Linked DNA regions of Mus musculus: all the other regions are linked to region 1. The links are chromatin contacts, called in public ChIA-PET and Hi-C maps. All regions are on one chromosome and are shown on one strand. Each heading gives the region's core, a stretch centred on a gene start, on an enhancer-like site or on the middle of the called end of the contact. The rest is flanking DNA. Distances are from core to core; before and after follow the strand shown.

Region 1 (2,784 bases), core at 146-2,645:
CAGCAACTTTTAGCGACTTAGGGTCTAATTCTGTGAATTAAAGTAAGGTATGCTTGTCCCCATTTTGTTAAGTTATCACCATTTCATCCAAGGGCACAAACGAGAAAGCCAGAACACTTCCAAAACCATAAAAGAGGCTGAGTTCTGAACAACCAAAGAGAAAGAGAACACTAATTCTGGTGCAGTATAAAAGGAGAGGGTCCCAACTGAAAATATCCTTAGTGTTTCTCTAACACCCTACTAGAACTGAGTTCTGTTTCCCACATGGGTGTACTTCATTTGGAACTTAAAAACAAGCTAAGATCAGACATTTCCAAAGGGCAGCACACTCATATGTCAGTTAAGTCTAAGTTTGAAAAAAACGTCCCGGTCTTTTCCAGAAAATACTCAAAACGTATGGCGTTCCCCCTCACACTACTTGCCCCTTGGTACGCGGTCTCCTCAGTCGCCAAAGAAAATGGGCAAGAGCCTTAGTTCAATGATCAGATTTCGTATCACAAATGTGAGAACTTGAGTCGTGCATTTGGTCCTAATGCTGTCACAGCATTTAACACACAGTAAAAGGAGTTGCACCCGCTCGCCCTCTTCAGAGTTGGTCCTATCAGGAAGATGGGATGTCACCAAATCTGCCCCAAGAGGGGGAAGCAGCCAAGTTGGGCAGAAAATAACTATGGGAGGGAGGGGTGTCTTTGTGAACAATACTGCCTTCCGGGGAACATGGGAGCAGCAATTAAAAAAAAAAAAAAGGTAATGACAATATTAATAAAAGAAATAGATGGCGGGGGGTGGGGGGGAAGGGGCGGGATGTGGAGACGGCGACCTCCGGAGGGAAGGAAACACCCTGGGGAACCAGGAAGCACTTCGCGTTGGGGAGGAGAAACTGCAGGAAAAAGTGAGGGTCGGCTATGCCGTCTTCCCCGCCCGCCCGCCTCACGGCGAAAGCCCCAGGCCAGGCGGCGCCGCTCCGCCGTCGGCCGCTCCCGAGCCCGGACCCCCAGGGCCGGGTCCCGCCGCCCCCGCTCCCGCCCGCGGCCGCCGGGCTCCGCTTCCTATTTTCGGAGCACACACCCTACAAGGAGCGGAGGGGCCCGGCCTCGGGGAGCCCGGGCAGCACCCCGCTCGGGAAGCGCAGGCGTGCGGCCCACCACCGGAGCCCGCCCGGGGTCAGACTCCGGCCCTCGCGCCTCGGCACTCACCTCTCCCGCCCTCCCGCCCGCCCGGCTCCTCACCGCCGCGGCACCTACCTTCTCCTCATCGGACAACTGCTCCTCCAGATCCGCCATCTTCCTTCTGGCGACAGACCGTGGCGCTGGTGGCAGCAGCGGCCACCTGACTTCCCCCTTTCCGAGCGGTCTTCCGCGCCGCGCGCCCCCGCCAAGGGAGGGGCCCCGCCGCCCAGGCCGCCGCGCACGCGCCCCGGAGCTCCGCCTCCCGGGAGCCGAGCCACTGCGCACACGCCTGGGAGCTCCGCCTCCTCAGCCTAGGCCGCCGCGCACGCGCCCCCGGAGCTCCGCCTCCCTCCCCCTGAGCGCCGGCCTGAGCGCCGCTGTGCGCGTGCGCAGCGCCTCCAAAGTGGGATTGCTATGGTTATCTTCTGTCATCCTGCTCTGTCTGGTGCCTTCTCTAGTCAACGATGACCATATGGACCCGGTTGGCGATGAGTACATTCTGAGCCCATGACTTTGTTCCCACCAAGTCCTGAACGCTGCCAGCTAAAATGTGAAAAGCTGTACCAATTTAAAACATTTTTAAGTATTAGGAAAAATACTGTTTTAATTGAAATAGGCACACACAATCCAGTCCATAATTGAAAGATTACTTTTGATATATTCATTTATTCATCCGAAAAACATTTATTGGTCTTTTATGATAGGAAGACTATTTTGCTAGTTCTTAGGAATAAGAAATGTAGATTTAAAAACCCAAACAAACAAAAATCCCAAAGAAAATGCTCTTAAGCTCACCTCTATTAATTAGACATTGAGTTAGGGAAGGCATTGTACTCCTGGAAAGTAAAAAAAAAAGAAAAAAAAGTTAAGTTAGCCTTGGATCTGTACCCTCATGAACTGGCTGTCCAAACTACTTACAGGTCATCCAGTAGAAATTTCAATTTCATACAACCAATTTTTAAGGTAAATGTCCCATGAAGGATTTAAAGCATTCTAAAACCATTATTTATTATTTTCAAATTTTACTGGATGTCTCCTACTTTTATTTGCTAAATCTGGCAACTCTACTACTGAAGCTTCAAGTTAAAGAAAAGGGGGGGGGGTGGAAGGTTGAAGTCAAAGCTGACACAGGAAGCAGCTGGAAATGTTGATAAAATTGAGTTGCTAGTTCAGCAGGCCTGAGCAAACCAGAGAATCTATATTTCTTACAAGCTCCCAGGAAGGAGGAGTGCTACTCGTCTGAAAACCACACTTTGTTTTTACCAAGGACTAAGAGTTTAGTTAGTAGTTAAGACTTCAATAATTAGAAAGTGAGAAGCTCTTGAGGGCATTTGGACAGTGTCACGACATGAACCGAACATGCTCAGCGGTGTCAATCTGACAGCTGTGTGTAAATGACAGGTAAGAGGACCCTAAAGAGCTCAAATAGCTATCTGGGTCCAAGAACACTATCATTAAGTGACTTACTAAAGTGTTCGTTTGCAGAGAGCAGGAAGAGGAAGCTGACATGTGCGGGAACTGAAAGTGTCCAGTTGAAGACAAACCCGTGGAGACAGCATGCAAGTTAACAAAGAACAGTGTCTGACCAAACCCCTCAGGAGCTACAAGTCAATAT
Region 2 (2,857 bases), core at 9-2,508, 130 kb before region 1:
ACACACACACACACACACACACACACACACACACATTGCTCCAGGCAGCCCTGAGAAAGTAGAAAGCTAGCAATCAGCAGGGTGCTCCAGAGTTATTACAGCCAGGGTTTGATGACTCAACAAAAGCTCATTCTTGAATGTCTGTTTAATTCTTTATGAATTACTACATCAATGCTTTTTATTTCTTGGCAGTATTATGAATGGAACCAGACACTCTGACATGTTACCCAAGTGCTCTACCTTGACACATACATTCAGCCCTAATGCAGTAATTCTGAAGCAAAAACATGACTTTTCTGTGTGTGTTGAAATGATTGCTCAAAACATTATTTGTCCTACTTGTAAATAGTTGTGTTGGAATTCTCAAAACTAAAAAAAAAAATTAATTATTTAAATATCAGCCTGATGAAAGAACACACAGATTAAAGATACTAAGGGATGTTATATATTTAACAGGAAAAGCTATAGATTTTTTCAGAAAAAAAAAAGAAAAAAATTTTCTAGATCAAAAATTCAAAAGAGAAGAATGCAGGCAGGAAGAGTTAAGGAGGGAGGGTTTATGGGGGCCTTTAATTTTAGAGAAAGCCTGGCCTTTGGTGGTAAGACATAAAACAAAAGCCACAAGCAACAGCTATAAAGCTGGTTATATAGATATTAAATATGTCTACAACTGATAAAAAAAAAATGCCAGAGACAAAAAAAAAAAAACAAACTCTAAAAATGTATTTTCAAAATACAACTTAGAGAAAAAGTAATCCTCTTATTATAAAGTAAGCTATTATACACATTAATAAAACAACTTAAAAAATAAATATCAATTTAAACACTGGTAAATGAGTCTCCAAAAGATCTCCAGGCAGCTAACAGTTGCTTGGGAAGGGGAGCCACTTTCTTCACGTCTATAACCACTCGTTAGATGCTCATGCTCCTGTAATAAACCACCCCTCACCCACAGACGCCTGGGGAAGCAACTCTAATGAAACTCGTTAGGTCATGTGCGCAGGCTGACTGGGAAGGAAGGCATTAGCGGAACCGAGGCTGAGGACAAGCAAGGGGATCAAGGGGTAAAATGCCACCATGAAAGTGATTATTAGACATGATGCAAACGTTAATGGAATGTTCAGCCTAATTTCTAGAAGAAGTTCAAAAGAGACACTGTTTCCTGATCGATTGATTGGACCATGCCTGCTGCACACTCGTTCTTCACTGTGGGTGAGAAAGCTGTGAGCTCTTCCTAACACCTCACGGTAGCAGATGGGGGAGCTGACACTTTTGAGAGCCTGCTAATACAGAGACTTGGTAAAGTGGGGGTATAGCAGGCACTGCTGTGCACCTCTGCAGATAGTTTTGTTAGCGACTCCATGTTCTGTGTGTTCTATGGGGACTCAAATGACTCCATAAATGCAACAGATTTTTCTGACTCGGGGTCTCATTTTATTTGTTCTTTCAAAATCAACACATGCGTACATCGATGCCCACTTTTAAAGACAAGTTGTATGCTGCCAAAGGAATGAAGCTCAAACAGAAACCCTGCACTCCGGCTCAGTAATGCATTTCTATGTGTATCTGTATCACAAAGAGGGTAAAGGACAAGGTTGGATATCATGAGGCTTCGCTCACTTTACCATGACTATGCAGTTATCCCACTGAAACTAGTCAGCAGGGCATGGCAGAGTGGCCTTGTCCACTTTCATCATTGCCATAGAAATCACAGAGTTCCCAAAGTCCCCAGCTTGATAAATGAGAACCTTTCCTTGCAATGTCACAATATTTGATATTATATTTTAAAAGTATTAAAGATAGATCTTCATCTCTTGAATCTTATACTTTTCATTGTAATTAAAAATAAAGGTGCAATCTATCCCAGATTTGAACTACAAACAATATAAACTGGATGACTTCTTTCAAGTAATTTAGCAATATTTAGCAAAAGTCTAAACTCACAAATGATGGCTCCATCCATACAAATATTATGGTCAGTCATAGAAATGTGTACGAGCACAGTCAAGAAGATGTAGCTGTCTCTTGTGAGACTATGCCGGGGCCTAGCAAACACAGAAGTGGATGCTCACAGTCAGCTAATGGATGGATCACAGGGCTCCCAATGGAGGAGCTAGAGAAAGTACCCAAGGAGCTAAAGGGATCTGCAACCCTGTAGGTGCAACAACATTATGAACTAACCAGTACCCCGGAGCTCTTGACTCTAGCTGCATATGTATCAAAAGATGGCCTAGTCGGCCATCAGTGGAAAGAGAGGCCCATTGGACACGCAAACTTTATATACCCCAGTACAGGGGAACGCCAGGGCCAAAAAGGGGGAGTGGGTGGGTAGGGGAGTGGGGGTGGGTGGGTATGGGGGACTTTTGGTATAGCATTGGAAATGTAAATGAGCTAAATACCTAATAAAAATGGAAAAAAAATAAAAAAATAAAAAAAAATTAAAAAAAAAAAAAGAATTCCATTTAAGGGCTGGAGAGATGGCTCAGCAGTTAAGAGCACTGACTGCTCTTCCAGAGGTCCTGAGTTCAATTCCCAGCAACCACATGGTGGCTCACATCCATATGTAATGGAATCTGATGCCCTCTTCTGGTGTGTCTGAAGACAACCACAATGTACTCACATACATAAAACAAATAAATAAATCTATAAAAAATAAAAAATAAAAGAATTCCATTTAAACATATAATACTATAGTCACTTAAAGATTATTATGGAGCTATTTTTTACAAGAAAATGGCAGCATCTACGTCTTTTTAAAAGCACATTTTAAAAAAGAAAACTAAATGAAATTAAAAACACAAACCGAAAAAGCTTTTAAAGAATTTTTATCTTTTTCATATCTAGATCCTTGTGTCTG
Region 3 (2,855 bases), core at 180-2,679, 210 kb before region 1:
GAGAAACAGCTGAGATGAAACCACTAAAGAGAAGAAGCAGAAAGCAATTCTGGGGAGAAGTTTTAAAAGTTATTGTGGTAGAAGATGCATGGAAGGCTTTGGAGGGAGGGAAGGGAAGGGAGAAATGATGAAATTATTGAACTCAAAAAGTTGTTTGTTTATGGCATCGCTGTTGGTTTACAGCAATGAAATTCTGTGGGCGTGAATAAGCATGTGAATATAAGGTTAACCAAGTTGGCAGTGTGCTAAGTGCCTTATCTAACAGAATCCAAGAGAGGCCGGTTCTGAGCCAGACTGAACCTGTGGTCTAATTAACTCTCCCATTCCGATCCCTCAGCACAACACCCTGGAGGAAACCTTACTGTGTTGAGCTTCATACTGGGACCCATGATGTTGTAGCTGCTGAGAGCGCCGGTAACAACCATCTCCAGCCTTCAGGGCCTGCTTAAAGAGTTTTTCTGCTTCAGCAATAGTTGTCGCTTCTTCTTCCGCCAAGAGAATGTACGCAGTTGCACACCTGTCCATTCAGATATTACAAATTACAAATCCAAGGACATTGCAGTAGACTGTGGGAGTTCATGCAGAAGGGCAAGGAGTTACGTCAAACATGCAGCATGGCCAACTGATTCATGCACCTGTTTGCAGCTGTTGACACAGTAATGGTACAAAGAAACACCTATAGTTTAGCTTGAGCGGTATAATGTGTACTGTTAGGAACATGGGGCTCACATATGACTGGGCCCCTTCTTAATCTGTCACCTGGGGCAAGGTGTCACTCTGCTTCCCTGATGGAGAACATGGGGTCTACTTCGTGTCTTTGTGAAGGTTCGGAAGATGCTTTCTGTGGAGTGCTTAGTGTAGCAGTCAGCACTGAGGGAACGCTCAGTGACCGTCAGCTAATAATGAAGAGTTTAATAACTACTAGGGGATGGGTCTGTCCAACACTTCAAGAATTACACGTTTCCTTTTTCTTTACTGGATACAGACTGTTTTCACTGCAAGAATTTTTTCAGAACATAAAATTCACTAAATCAAGTCTCTGACTGAAAAACTGAGTGCAGCACTGTTTTAAACTCCCAGAGCAATGCTGATTTTCTGCATCAGAAAACAGAAGAAAAACCTGGAAACGTAGTTTCTGGAAAGCTCAACCTCTGATGCAGTCACACAACCTAAGGAGAGTCCAACCTCACGCCTCTAACAAGGAACTGTCATTTGCTGCTGAGTATACAGTAAACATTGTGCCTGGCACTAACCATATCAAGTCACATAACCCTTTCAACAACTCTCTGAGGCAGGAAGCCAAAAAGGCTATGCAGTTAACTAATTAGCACAGGAGGCTTTTAAAGATGCAAACCTTCCAAAGCATACAAAGAACAACCTGTTGTCAGAGAAGGGGGCCAGAACAAACCACATGGGTGTTAATCTGCACTCATCCCTTTCATCTTCTTCACTGCTCCTCTGTGGCCAGGGCCCTATTTCTCTCCATCAGACCACAAGGGAGGAAATAAACAGAAATTAAAACTAAATGTTACTGTTTGAAAACTGCCAAGCCAGCTAGGAGAAAATATGAGCTTCTCCGATAATGTTAAGTTTGGGAGTCACCTGATCCCTAGGGATGGGAAGAGTCTTACCAATTCTTCATCCTGTCCTTCTAATTTCAAGTATGAGCCATTGGTGAGGCTTTAAGTAAATATGATAAGGTAGGGAGAAAATACCTAGAATAAAAGCTAGAAAATCAATTACTATGGAGGGCAGGGTAGAATATATTACTTGAAAGAATAACTATGATGCTAAAACTGTCTCGTGATTTTCTGAAGGGAACTACTGGGGTAGGCATCAGAGAAATTACTTAAGGTTTCAGACGCCTGCACACAAAAAAAGCTTTAGGGTGATGAACTGGATACTTAGATAATAGTAACAGTAGACAAAGCTTTAAAGGAATTCACTATAGGATTTCAGCTGGTGGGTGGGGGACTCAAGAATAGTTAGGACTAGGCTGTTTGCTCTCTGTGTTCTTATTTCACATAGCATTCTTAGGAGGAGAGGGAAAATAGCCGTACTAGCCAAGAAACATGTCTATGTGGGAACTCGTGAGTTTGGGGTAGGAACATGCTAGAGCTTGTGCATGAAAGAGAGAGAGAGAGAGAGAGAGAGAGAGCAATAGAACTGCTAATGGTCAGGAGACAGAACAGGATCTCAGCTTGGTGGAAGATGGGTATGATGCATCTTTGTCACAACACAATACACACACAGAAGCAAGAAGTGTGGTGATGGAGTGTCAACCATCCAGATATTGGCTACAAGTCTCGTTTGGTTAGAAGTAGGGTGCCCAACAGGTTCTTGACTTACTTTGGTAACAATTTTATCTCCCAGATGGTAGAGGAAGCAATTAGGGGAACTTCAACTCTGGACCTAATTCTGACCAAGAAGAAAAAAATAGTCGGTGAAATGAAAACTGATAGGAACATTCAGGGAGAGTTACTATGTCATTCCAGAGTTCAGGGCGGTTGAAGAGGAGGAGGCAGACTGAAAATTCATAGGAAAGAGGCATGACTCAGTGGCATGAGATGCAGTATGGAAAACGGCTCAAGACAACAGAACAGCTTCCACATGTCCAACTGCCATCGTGATGACAAATAACATCTCAGGGAGGCTACAGGGGTGGCACTATGGAGATATGGCCCAGGTCATACTTTTAAAGAACATGCAAACAAGATGGAAGATGAGAAGAGGGCTGGGATGGACTGCGAGGAGTGGGATGGTTCATAAGAATGACAACAGGAGAGCTCAAGTTACAAATCAGCAAGGGTTGGCTAACATAAATCAATAAAAGGAAAAAACATACAAAACCCACT

What was found. Hi-C and Micro-C count contacts between places; a contact is called where the count stands out from the background. ChIA-PET counts read pairs in DNA pulled down with a chosen protein or histone mark.
Region 2: a Hi-C map of the G1E-ER4 cell line shows a contact between it and region 1, with 3 times the contacts expected there. The contact joins the enhancer-like site here to the promoter of Capza2 in region 1. A contact is called at or near these places in 3 of 39 promoter capture datasets (the C10 cell line, the HPC-7 cell line and pre-B cells), 1 of 15 datasets of contacts at CTCF or cohesin (the NIH/3T3 cell line) and 1 of 484 Hi-C or Micro-C datasets (the G1E-ER4 cell line).
Region 3: an RNA polymerase II ChIA-PET map of memory CD8 T cells shows a contact between it and region 1, with 21 read pairs. The contact joins the enhancer-like site here to the promoter of Capza2 in region 1. A contact is called at or near these places in 5 of 39 promoter capture datasets (3T3-L1-derived adipocytes, the C10 cell line, the HPC-7 cell line and 2 more), 1 of 484 Hi-C or Micro-C datasets (embryonic stem cells), 5 of 115 datasets of contacts at active chromatin or transcription factors (acute myeloid leukemia, embryonic stem cells, large pre-B cells and 2 more) and 1 of 9 other capture datasets (liver).

The regions. Positions count from the first base shown.
Region 1 is chr6:17,635,621-17,638,404 of GRCm38.p6, reverse strand. It overlaps Capza2 (capping protein (actin filament) muscle Z-line, alpha 2), which reads right to left and starts at 1,395. Exons shown (of 10, transcript NM_007604.3): 1 at 1,245-1,395. The coding sequence starts at 1,283.
Region 2 is chr6:17,768,907-17,771,763 of GRCm38.p6, reverse strand. The region is part of intron 1 of St7 (suppression of tumorigenicity 7); the gene reads right to left. Among named protein-coding and RNA genes, the nearest start is that of Gm52895, 8.2 kb to the right of the region's middle. Within about 2 kb of position 1,258, at least 36 of the 459 cell types and tissues checked have an H3K27ac peak or open chromatin away from gene starts, as enhancers often do. A contact at or near this core is called in the G1E-ER4 cell line, where this site is marked.
Region 3 is chr6:17,849,920-17,852,774 of GRCm38.p6, reverse strand. St7 (suppression of tumorigenicity 7) reads right to left here. Exons shown (of 16, transcript NM_001289624.1): 7 at 2,350-2,418; 8 at 363-517. Among named protein-coding and RNA genes, the nearest start is that of Gm52894, 10 kb to the right of the region's middle. Within about 2 kb of position 1,429, at least 6 of the 459 cell types and tissues checked have an H3K27ac peak or open chromatin away from gene starts, as enhancers often do. A contact at or near this core is called in memory CD8 T cells, where this site is marked.